Regions from separate parts of the Mus musculus genome. Here region 2 is linked to region 1. Evidence: chromatin contacts called from public HiChIP or PLAC-seq data. All regions are on one chromosome and are shown on one strand. Each heading gives the region's core, a stretch centred on a gene start, on an enhancer-like site or on the middle of the called end of the contact. The rest is flanking DNA. Distances are from core to core; before and after follow the strand shown.

Evidence for each region. HiChIP or PLAC-seq counts read pairs in DNA pulled down with a chosen protein or histone mark.
Region 2: an H3K4me3 HiChIP or PLAC-seq map of neural progenitor cells shows a contact between it and region 1, with 16 read pairs. The contact joins the enhancer-like site here to the promoter of Ubash3b in region 1. A contact is called at or near these places in 1 of 484 Hi-C or Micro-C datasets (bone marrow-derived macrophages), 20 of 115 datasets of contacts at active chromatin or transcription factors (VIP interneurons, bone marrow-derived macrophages, cardiomyocytes and 14 more) and 4 of 9 other capture datasets (adipose tissue, embryonic stem cells, liver and 1 more).

The regions. Positions count from the first base shown.
Region 1 is chr9:41,155,652-41,161,773 of GRCm38.p6, reverse strand. Ubash3b (ubiquitin associated and SH3 domain containing, B) reads left to right here and starts at 3,712. Exons shown (of 14, transcript NM_176860.6): 1 at 3,712-4,475. The coding sequence starts at 4,348. It overlaps Gm35657 (a long non-coding RNA gene), which reads right to left and starts at 3,131. Exons shown (of 8, transcript XR_870644.1): 1 at 2,148-3,131.
Region 2 is chr9:41,024,712-41,030,833 of GRCm38.p6, reverse strand. Ubash3b (ubiquitin associated and SH3 domain containing, B) reads left to right here. Exons shown (of 14, transcript NM_176860.6): 8 at 1,075-1,195; 9 at 2,695-2,817; 10 at 4,492-4,584. Among named protein-coding and RNA genes, the nearest start is that of Crtam, 23 kb to the right of the region's middle. Within about 2 kb of position 2,158, at least 5 of the 459 cell types and tissues checked have an H3K27ac peak or open chromatin away from gene starts, as enhancers often do. A contact at or near this core is called in neural progenitor cells, where this site is marked.

The sequences.
Region 1 (6,122 bases), core at 2,463-4,962:
CAAGAGGAAGTTAGATTCTTGCTTTATCCACCCAGTTTCCATTGGGTAATCCTGCCCCCACCCTCAAAGAGCTCCTGGGCTCCAGTGTCGTGGGATGACAGCCTAAGGGAAGCCCCACATTCTGCCAGCTGAGGAAACTGAGCCTAGGACAGCAGCACATGATGTCACATGCACCAAGAACTCCCTTGGAGATTAGGAGCTACAGTCACTCCCAGAGGTTCAAAAGCTGCTTTCATTCGTCAGGAGCACACTCGGCCCTCAGACCTGGAAGTAGCCTTCGGACTTTCCCCGCTGTTCTGAAGCAATTGTTGACCTTTCCTCCTGGCCCAAGAGAAGGAGAGGGGGAAAGACAGAACAGACTTCTGAAAGAGTAAGTACGGGCTGGTATGCTGGCTATAATCGTAGCACTTGGGAGGCTGAGGCAGGAGGATACCTTTCAAGCCAGCCTGGGCTACATAGTGAGACAGTGTTTCAGCAAGGGAAGAAGAAGGGGGAGGACGGATAGGAAAAGAGCAGGAAGAGGAAGAGAAGGAGGAAGAGGAGGAGGGGGAGGAGGAGGAGGAGGGGGAGGAGGAGGAGGAGAAGGAGGAGGAGGAGGAGGAAGAAGAGGAGGAAGAGGAAGAGGAGGAAGAGGAGGAAGTGAAGTCAGCTGATCCCATTCTGGGCATCTCTATGGTCTCTGTGGAAGTCCTATTGCAAGAAAGTGGCTGGGGCCAGTAACAAGAAGTGCAATAGTATTCACATAAACAAAAGAGCTTTGTGATCTGGGTGGATTCTGACACTACCGGGCACAGGGACGTGACAACTTGCTTTTCCTCTGAGAGAACAGCAGCTTAGTACTGATGCGTCAGCTCTGTCATTGTGCAAGCCCTCCCCCCCCACCCCCACCCCCACCGCCTCCTCCTTCCCCACAGCTATAAGATACACTGTCAGATGAACCCTCATTCTTCTTCCTCCTTTGTAACATAACAATATGGATGTTTATAAAGCTTCTCCTCGCCTCTCAAAGCCAATGCAATTAAAGCACAATGCATCTTCATTGCCAGCCCTCTAGCCCTGTGCCCAGCAAATAGCAGCGTCCCAATTAAAATAAGTCCAGGCACTGAGCTGAGGAAGGGTGAGGAGCCAGGCTGGGACTTCTGCAAAAACTGCCCTCAGACAGAACAGAAAGCAGTTTGCCCTGAAGGTGACAGGTTCTCAATAGCGGCCTTTGCTGGCTCCTTGCAACTGTTTTGGGGCCCATCATTTTCTCTGCCCTGCAGTTTTCCAGAGGCAGGGAAAAGCAACTGAAGCAAACTGTCCAGAGAAACAGCTCCAACAAACGGTATCAAGGGGCACAGAAGGCAATCACACAGAGCATGGGAGGCATGGGGAGGGGGGCAGAGGTCTGCAATAAAAACACTTGGAAGGAGGCTGATGCAGGAAGATCTTCAGTGTGAGGTTAACCTGTGCTACACAGGAAGACTGCCACAAACAATAGACAGACAGAAAGAAAGACAGACAGACAGACAGACAGACAGACAGACAGACAGACAGACTCAACTGTCTTATGGTTTGGCATCCTCTTTGTCGTCAAAACAGTAAGTGGTTGTTGGCTTACTATGAAAGCTTATTTTTATCAGACTTATTCATTTTATTTTATGTGTCTTTTGCCCACATACATGTCTGTGTACCACATGCATGTTTGGTGTTCACGGAGGTCAGAAGAGGGCATCGGACTCCGTGGAACTGGAGTTACAGAAGGTTATGAACTATCCTGTAGGAGTTGGGAATTGAACCTGGGTCCTCTGCAAGAGCAACAAATGCTCGAGAGGGATGAGCCATCTTTCCAACACACCCCCTCCCCCAAAGTTGGAATTTAAGAAGAAAACTTGGCGCAGTGAGATGGCTCAGAAGAACACTGAAGATCTGAGTCCCGTCCCTGGGATTCACACAGTAGAGGGAGAGAACTGATTCCGGCAAATTATCTTCTGACTTCCACACCCACACTGCTGTGCTCTTGTAAAGACACACACACACACACACACACACACACACACACACACACAGAATAAAAAAATAAAAAAAATGTAAAAGAAAATATCACAATGTAACTTTAAGCTCTTGCATTGATAGAAAGAAGTTCTTAGCAAGAAGACAGTACATACCTAGGACATGGGTGCAGGTTTCTCAAGAGAGAGTCACTTCAGCATCCGGCCAAAGCACAGACAGAATGAGCCACACATGCACAACCCTAAGGACAGCACCATTATCTAGTGAGGGCTCACTAAACTGGAGCCGCTGTTCTGTGCACAGCTTTGGATGCACAAAGTGCTGCCATAGACAGTATTTTCTCTTGATTGAAATCCAGATCATCTGGCTCAAGCCCAGATATCTGAAAAAAAAAAAAGACTTTAGAATGCTGGGTACTGTCCAGTAGACTTTCCTGAACACATCCCAAGGAGGCTAGTCTATGGATTATGGTTTTCTAAGCTGCTTCCAACCACTGCCTTAGCTAGACATTTCCTCTGCTGGGAAGAAGAAACTCCCCCACCTAGGAAATGTGAATTGCCCTTGGTCTCTTTCATAACACTAGGCAGAAATATGCAAATTCCTACCCAGGCTTCCTCTGTCTCACCTTCCCACTTCCAAATGCCACGGATACTCTGAAGAAACACCAGTGGAGGATGGGAGGTCAGGGGATTAAACTTTCATTTTCTTGGGTGCCTTATAAAGCAACATTTAAAGCTATGGCGAGGGCTTTATCCATCTTGGTCACCCTCCTCCCCCTTCCCTGCACTCTAAGTAGGCAAGCAGGAAAGAGCTTTAGTGCCTGGGGAATCTGGAGCTACCGACTACCCCTGTATAGATGGGACTACGAGGATGTTGGGGGTAGAGGTAACCCATTTGGGGGAAGAGGTGACCTGTTCGGGGCACCACGGGGAGTCAAAGTTCCATCTCTTCACGCTGGAGCTCTTCAGTTTTCCTCTGTCCCTCTGAGCTGAATTTTCTCATCTCTAAAAAAACGAGGCTATACAGGTAGGCATCCTCAAGGGCGCCATAAAAGGCCCATGAGTTAATTCAGCCATTATGCTCAGCACAATCATGGGCACACAAATGGATCCAATAAACATTAGGTATTATCATTGTCGTCATCATCATCATCATCACTCCCCCCGCCCCCACCCCCCCACCCCGAAAGAAGATCTGTGCCTCTTCTATTACACCAAATGGGATTGGTTCTTGATTGAGAACAATGCCTTTGTCTCCAGGTGATCAAGCTTTAACAGGCAACAGCAGTAATGACTTCTGTTCTTTGAGGTGGAGGTTGCTGGTCCTACTGGGGTGGGGGTGGGAGCTCACTTGTGGCTCCTATGCAGCAGGGATCCCGACTCCCGACTCAGAACCCTTTTATAGACAGGGTGCGCACTCACTCATGAAAGTCAGCTCTTTCCATTCGGAAGTGCTATAATTAGTGTCCTTTCTCTGTTCCTTCTCCTTCTAGCTCCTAGCCTTTCATTTCTCTGCTTCCCCTCCCTTTTTTCTTCCCCTTTCTCTTCTCCCTTCCTTCCTGGCCTTTGCCCTCTCAGGTCCTTCCATTTCCAAGAATCAGAGGCCCTTTTCCAGAAGTCGCTGTCCAGTCAGTCACTGAGGGCTGTGAGGTACTCGGCCTACAGTGATGTAACAACTTTGTAACTTTAGCGAGATCAATTTGAAGTGACACCTTTTCCCGGGTCTTATGGCTTAGCCTTCTGGACCTCTCCTCCATCCGTGCAGAGGGTTTCCATTACTGACCTCGCCAATGATCAAATGAAACGTGAAATGGGCTATTCTGAAGCCCGGAGGCCCAGATGGATCGATATGCAAGCCAAGGGCAGAGCTACGGCTCTGCGAATCCAAGCACACTGGCCTACTTCTGGAGACCTTCTGTCTAGAAGCAATTCCTACTATGGCTGGCTGTAATCCAGCCAGCCCAGCTTGGGCCGGCGCGGGCGCTTTAAGAGAGGGGCGGGGCCCGGCGCAGGCAAGGCAGGGCCTGCCCACAAGGCTGCTTTTCCTTTTTGATCCATTCAAAAATTACTCATTGCAAATTCCCGGACAGCTCGGGGAGGAGAAGCTGGTGGGGCGGAGGACAGAGAAGGCTGCAGCGGCGCAACGCTGGGACTCCGGGACCCCGCGGGCTGAGGTCGGACCCGCAGCAGCCACCGGCCCGCGCCGAGCTCCAGTGGCCTCTCCAGGAAGCGTCAGTCTCCGCCCGGAGATCTGGGAGCACCGCCCCCACCGTCCTCCCCGGACCCCCAGTCCCCGGCGCGCGGGCGATGGGCGGCCACTGAGCGGGCACTCGGCACCGCGACCCCAGCCCTCGGCATGGCCGCGCGCGAGGAGCTGTACAGCAAAGTCACCCCGCGCAGGGACCGCCTGCAGCGCCCGGGCACAGTCAAGCATGGGTCGGCGCTGGACGTGCTCCTGTCCATGGGCTTTCCCCGCGCCCGCGCGTAAGTCACCCGCCTGGGCCCCGCGACCCTCGACTTCGCTCCGGCTCGCCATCCTGGCGCTGCCTGAAACCTGCTTAGGGGAACACGATGGGCGCGCTGGCGGCGGGAGTGTCGGGCTAGGGGATTGCTTGGGGATGCTGGACGGCCGGGGTATCAGGTTCGAATCCCGGGTTTCGCTGGTAGCTCTGGGCGGTTCGCGCGCGCTCCCCCAGAGGTCTCTTATATTAAGCCCGGGAGAGGCGGGTCCCTTGGAGGACTTGGATCCCTTATCCATCCAGAGTGGTGAGCTGTTTGGGAGCGGAGGTTAGGGGTCGGTCTACTGGTGGCTGGCGAAAGGCGAGGGGCAGCGGGGCAGGGTGGCCGGCGCCCCCGCTGCAGAGGCTTCCAGCTCCGGATGTCGCTCTTGAGCTCCCGGCTCCCTCCGGAGTGGGAGGAGCGGGAGCGTGGGTGTCGCTGCGTGTTCATTGATAAGAGAGGATGGAATGGGAAGAAGTGATTCCTCCAGGGGACCAGGGTTCTCGTCAGTGGTGACGGCAGCGCAGAAAGCTGTGGGTGCTCAAAAGTATGGGGCGGGGTTGGGGGGGGGGCTGCCCTCCTGCCTCCTCCTTCCTTTCCGAGGGTGGGCAGGTGAAGGGCAAGAGAGCACAGGTGGCTGTAGCTGTAGCCTTCTGGGAAGAGCAGGGTTGCCAGCGACAGCCTGCAACAGTTCTCTGGAGCCGGTGCACACCAGGGCAAGGGGCTGGAACCTCTCCTGATAGAAAGCCGTCGCCTTCTCTGGTTAATTCCTGGCTTGCTTATTTCCTCGGTGGAGACACAAAGTTCGGGATGGTGGCAGGTGCTGCTCTCTCTTTCAGTTACGTCACCAGAATTGAAGAGTTGGGCGAACTTAATCAGATAGGGTCGAGTCAGTAAGTTCGTTCTTGCCTCGGCTTTCATTCACGAGGTAACTCCAGGTGTCCTAACTGGGAGCCTTGTTTCCTTACTAACGTGGGGGAGGTCTAAGGAGAGAAGACTCCTATTCAGGAATGCATCGTCCTAGCCAACCTGCTCAGACAGGCTGCAGTGCTGTTTGGCCCGCTCCGTGAAAGGCTACAAAGTGGACCGAGACCTCTGCTTTCTGCTGACTTCCAAAACACTACAACACCTGGAGAAGATATGAAGGGTTTTGCATGGGGTGCCAAGTGGGGGTCCTCCATGGAAGGCCCTGAGGATGGGTGGCGATCTAGAGCCTCCTGAGAACCAGAGCGGAGTCCAAATGTACTGTAGAAGTTGCTTAGTTCCAGGCAGCTGCCATTCCTGAGGTGAGATCAGAATCAAGGACCCAAATTGATTAAATAAACGAAGAAGTGGTTCAGTGGGCTCTTTATGTGTTCATATTTGATATTCAGCGGGGCTTTAAGGGAACAGTCTGTTTCCTTCTGTGGTCCTCAGAGGCCTTGCTCCGGTCATGACAGACTAAAATGATGGCTTGATTAATTCTTCTTTAATCCCTGAGACCGCACAAGAGCAAGATTACTGTCGACATACTACTGAGGCTTGGAAACACTTTATTTACATTACCCAGCTTAGTGAAGACATATTCCATGCCTGTTTTATGACCTAGGAAGCTGGGGTTTAAAGAGGTTATACAACATACTTAGGGTCACA
Region 2 (6,122 bases), core at 909-3,408, 130 kb after region 1:
AGGATGGAAACCAGGGGTGGGGGTTGGGGGTGCTTTGTCTGGAGTTCAGGGTTTGAATTAAGGAATGCCAGGAGAGCAAGTGGCAAAGTTCACAGTACCAAGCCACACATTAGCCCTGGCAAAACAACAAGAAGCCAATGGAAGGGTGTTGGCCAGCAATGACCTAGCAGCCTGAGGCAACTGGCAAGATCTGATGCATCAGAAAGATGGATGTAGAAACATCTATGCAGTTCCACTAGCAGCTATGAAAGCCAGTACTTGTCTCAATTTGCCTGCATCACCATATGTGGTGCAGCTGACCCCCGCCCCCCTGAACCCATTCTTGAAATACCAACATATATGCAGCCCAGATCACAGTACACATGATGATTAGAATATGCAAAGCCTGGCTGCAGAGGTGGCTCCACAGTTGAGAGCACCAGCTGCTCTTCCAGAGGTCCTGAGTTCAATTCCCAGCACCCCAACATGGTGGCTTAGAACTACAATTCCAGTCCTAGTGAGTTCTTCCACCTCTGTGGACACTGCAGGCATGTGACACTCATACACGCATGCAGGCAAAGCACCCATTCACCTAAGTAATAAATGATACAGTTGTAGAAAAAAGAACATGCAAAGCAGAGCAGTGAAGATAAAAGAGGCACAAGGCAGACACATGTGTGACGATAAGATTCCTCCCTCCCGGAAAGAGCTGATGATGCATCATCTCTTTGAAGGAGACAGCTGCCTTTCTAGGTGACCGTCTGTTTCTACATAAATGGCTGGCTTGACATGTGAACTTTACCTTGAGTTACCCTCCTGTTGCAGTAGGGGGAAGCAAAGAGCATAGTATTTTCATAATCCTTCATACTTCAATGCACCTGCAGGTACCTCATGGGAGGCCGAGAGTAACTTGTGGGGTGTGTGGGGTGGGTTTATTACCCCCACTTTACAAGCAGGCCAGATTAATCTCATGGCAGTCAGGTAGGTCGTCAGTCGCACACTAGCAGGAGTTTTCCTAGAGCTCAGCTCTCTTGGCAGGCACACAGGGTAGTCTGTGATGCTGTGTCTATCCTTACTCTCTTTCTTTCTCTGCAGCCCCTGAGAGTCAACAGCCAGCCTGGACCCCAGAAGCGATGCCTCTTTGTATGTCGGCATGGGGAGAGGATGGACGTTGTATTTGGGAAGTACTGGCTGTCCCAATGCTTTGATGCCAAAGGTGAGTCTCTCCATTTATCCACTTTGACGCTCTGTGGTTTCGTTCACCCACAGCTAGTCTAAACCTAGTAAGAGGGAAAGTCCAAAACAAGCTATCTTAGTTAGGGTTTCTATTGCTGTGATGAAACACCATAATCAAAAAGCAAGTCGGGAGGAAAGGGTTGATTCACCTTCCATTTCCACATTGTAGTCCATCATTGAAGCCAGGGCTGGAACCTGGAGGCAGGAGCTGATGCAGAAGCCGTGGAGAGGCGCTGCTTACTGGCTTGCTCAGCCTGCTTTCTTATAAAACTCAGGACCTCTCTCCCAGGGATGGCCCTGCCCACAGTGGGATGGGCCCTCCCATAGCCCATATCAATCAGTAATTAAGGAAATGCTCTACAGGCCTGCCTATAGCCCAATCGTATAGAGGCATTCTCTTATTTGGGGTTTCCTCCTTTTAGATGAAATAAAATTAGCCAACACACAAGCAGTCCGTGTGCTTTATACTGCAATCCCTCCATTCTGGGTCATGTGATAAGATCTCAGGCTCTCCAATTGTGTCACATCTCTTCTCCCAGTGTCTCCACAGTACAGATGCTACCCACCTACTAAGTTTGAAACCACCCAGGTTTTCAAGTCTTCTACCAGAGTGTCACAGTACCATTTGCCTCTCCTCACTTGATCACATAGATACAGCATCCTTTCATAAGAAGCCAGAGTATATAATACAATAAGATGTTTTGTGCAAGACTGTAACTTACATTACAGTATATCATTTATTCTCACTCATTACTGTGACTGACTTATAAGTTAAATGTTATCATAGGGGTGTCTGGATGGGTGAAAACATAGTGTGTTCAGGATTTCACACTGTCTACACTTTCAGGCATCTAGTGGGGCTCTTGTGATGCATCTCCTGTGTCTAAGGAGGACTGCTGGTGGTTGGTGGCCTACACAGCAATGCATACCTGTCTCGGCCTCTAGGGGGCACCGTCAAGCTACTTTTATGTACAATGAGTCATTATTGACGTAGTTAGAAAGTGCCTGGAATCTCAGAGTCCTTCTTGATTGTTTCAACTCTTAGGGGAGAGATAAGCATTCTTGTCCCCATTCTATAAACTGAGGTACCAAGGAGCAAAGAGTAGCCGTGTCTTGCCTACGCCCATACAGCAGAATCAGTTCAGAGACATGAACTGGCTCTGTGGCCAGAATTCCTGCCTTAAATCACCGTGGGGCCATCCAGTTCAGTTCTCCCTCGAGTGACATTTTGAGACTAGGAGTCTTGCCTTTATCTAGTTGTTATATTTACTGAGCAATCCCCTCGTTTCCGTCATCAGCAGGCGGTAGTGGAGTCTATGTCGTCTTCTGAGGAAAAGGTGTCAGGTTGAGTATTCCCCACTGCCCTCAGATGGTTTGATTAGTGTCTTTTGACCAAGGAGGAGGAGGGGTCAGAATCACAGAAGAAAGTTTCGAGTAAACAGAAGACTATATAGCCTTTATTTGATCTTCTCCCCCTAGGCCGCTACATACGCACCAACCTGAACATGCCTCACAGTTTACCTCAGAGGAGCGGCGGTTTCCGGGATTACGAGAAAGATGCTCCAATCACTGTGTTTGGGTGTATGCAAGCAAGACTAGTGGGTAAGGGCTCTCTGTGACTGCGTAGCATCTTCTGGCTCCTTCAACAGAGCTGCACCGCGGGGGTGCAAACACGCTTTGTGGGACTTGCCTTTTTGTTTGTTTGGTTGGAGACAGGGTCTTATAGACCAGGCTGCCCTAGAACATCAGATGTTCCTGGCTCAGCCATCTGAGGACTGGGATTGCAGGTAGGCTCCTGCTGGTTGCAGATGTGTCCCCCGCTGAGGAATGAGGGAAGGAAAGTCAGGTTTGGTTTACTTACTGGTGTAGTAGATGTTGCTAGCTCATGACAGCAGCATCTGCCAGCGTGGTATAAGAAGATGTGAGGCTAAGGAGGCGGTGCAGGAGCACTGCTGAATCTGTCCAGTGATGTTTTGAAGCTGTTCAGTCCTTTGAAAGTATTTCTGTACTGGTTTTAACAGTTGTGCAGAAACCATGCCTTGTACTCTAAGGTCATCATTTACTTTGGGCAAGTTCCTGGACTAGGTAACAGAGACTCAAGGGTGAAGTTCCATGGAAACACACGTATGTGTTGTGGGTGACTATCAAACTATAAGGCTGACTAAATAGCAAACTCTACACAGAGTGTATGAAGAATATTAAAGAAAGACAAAGGGTAGAATGAAACAAGAGAGGGATGGAGGGAGGAGGAAGAAAGGATGATTAAGAGGCAGGGTGAACTGGGGCCTCCAGTGAGAGTCATCTGAGTGAAGAAGAGGGAGAGGGGCCTGGTTCTTGGTGTGGAGGGCAATAAACAAAATCAGAGGTCAGACATAGCATTGAGAGATCCCTGCAAGACATGGTCAGTGAGTTCTCTCTCTCTCTCTCTCTTTCTTTCTCTTTCTCTCTCTCTCTCTCTCTCCCTCTCTCCCTCCCCCCCTCCTCCCCCTCCTCCTCCTCCTCCTCCTCCTCCTCCTCCTCCTCCTCTTCTTCTTCTTCTTCTTCTTCTTCTTCTTCTTCTTCTTCTTCTTCTCCTTCTCCTTCTCCTTCTCCTTCTCCTTCTCCTTCTCCTTCTCCTTCTCCTCCTCCTCCTCCTCCTTCTTCTTTTTCTTCTCCCTCCCTCTCTCTCTCTCTCTCTCTCTCCCTCTCCTCCCCCCTTCATAAATATGTAAGAATAAGTAGCATTAAGCGTACAGGGGATATGAGCTCTTCTTGGTTTTAGAGCAGAGGTTGAGGCAGGTCAAGAGAAGGAGCTAGCAAGATGAGCAAGTCCATGGAAGACATTGACACCACATGAAGATACTTAAAGTTTACATTGTAGAGAAAGGAAGTGATCCACACAAGGAAACAAACAGTAAAGCATCAGAGCAGTGGATGTTGGGTTTGGACAGCTGAGATTGGGGCTAGCACACTGGAATTGTAGCCATGTCTGACTGTTACAGTATCAGTTCTCTCCCTGGTTTTAGCATCTTCCTTGTAGAGGTCAGAGCATTATCCTTTGTAGCCTCCCTTAACAGGGCATTTTACTGTGTGCTGGCACCAGTAAGAAGGAAAGGAAAAGGAAGAGGCCCGTTGTTTGGCCCTCTCCATGGATGCACTATTGAAGGGCCTGACTACTAGGCTCTCTGCAAGCTCCTACTGGGAAAGAGAGGATTATGGGTCTCTTGACACCATTCCAGTGAGGGTCAGGATGATCAGTCAACCATCATGCTGATTGTCTGTTGATTTACTCGGCAGGTGAAGCCTTGTTAGAAAGTAATACTGTTATTGATCACGTGTATTGCTCACCATCCCTCCGCTGCGTTCAGACTGCACATAATATTTTGAAAGGTAAGGCTCTTGGCTGGACAGAGGTTACATGCTCCATCCTTCTGCTTCCTGCCCCTTACTGCAGGGTTATGGGGTTTCAAAAACGGAAAGTTTACTTTGTTTTTTTGTTTGTTTGTTTGTTTGTTTTTGAGACTGGGTTTCAAGGTGACATGTAGCCTAGGTTATCCTTGAACCTACAGCAATCCTCCTGCCTCGTCCTCCTGAATGCTAGGATCTACTGGCTTGAGACACCATGGCTTGCAGAAATCTAGAACTTTTATTGAGGTTTCTTCTGCAAGGTGACAACCTTACACAGTATAATCCAGATAAATAAAGGGAGAATATTACTATGTTTTCCTTAAGGATTTTAAGCTGTCTTAGATGGATTGTGGCTGGACAGAAGATTTATAACTTTTACAGAGAGGATTCCTTTTGCATTTAAGCAGTGAGACGATCTTGCCTGATTTCTAGATATTTTCTGTAGTAACTGAGTTGTTGAGTGTTCCACACCATCACCATTTTAGTTTCTTCAGTTAAGTGGAAAGACTTATTCATTCATTCATTCATTTATTCATCCTTTCTTTTACTTTTTGAGACATAGTCTGACTGTGTAGACTTGATTGGTCTGGAACACACTGCATAGACCAAATTGGCTTCACACTCACAGAAATCCACCTGCCTCTACCTCCCAAATGCTGGGATGAAAGGTGTACACCACCATGCCCTACAAATTGGATGGCTGTAAGAGCTCTGTTGCTGTAAAAGCACTCAATGTTCACCCTGAAATCTGTGGACATTTGCATTGGGGCAATCTCCCTTCTCACCCCATTGGAAGGAAGACTGGCCAGACAAACAAATGAGCCAGAAATAAAAAAGCCAGCAAAGACTTGGAAACGACACTTGAGTCCTCGGTTCTTCAATGTTAAGTAAACCTTCCTCTCGGTAGAGAGGCCTCTGTGTGTTAACTGCACACAGAGAAACAGGACTAAATCACAAATATAAGGGGAAAAGTTATACTCCGAGGGAATCACACGAGGATAAAACAGGGCTTGAACACTGTCACATGTAAATGTCCAACATGGGGGTCCCTGATAAACAAAGCAAGTAACAGATGTACTGTTCAAGTACAGTGTAAGCTACTACGCAGTAGTCGGTGCCTAGAGAACAGCTGGAGCTTTTGAGTTGAGACTTTGTTTTGTAGACAACAAGGAATTTACTGTAGAGAGGAGAGTTGGAACGTAGAAATGAGTTGGGGTGGTGGTGCACACCTATAATCCCAGCACTCCAGAGGAAGCTGAAACAGGAGGATTGAGAACTTGTGGCAAGCCTAGTGTACACAGCGAGACTTTTGTCTCTGAAGTCAAAGAGAGAGTCACAGGCTTGGACAAATTGAGTAATGAGAGTGGAAGGGAGAGTTTCTCTTAAATCAGGTAGCAGCCAGCATACAAGGTCGAGGTGCAGCCAGAGTAATAAATGCACATGTTGATAAAACAGAAATTTTATTTTACTTTTTTAAGCACATGCTTTACATATAGCTATGTAATTTACATATTAAATAA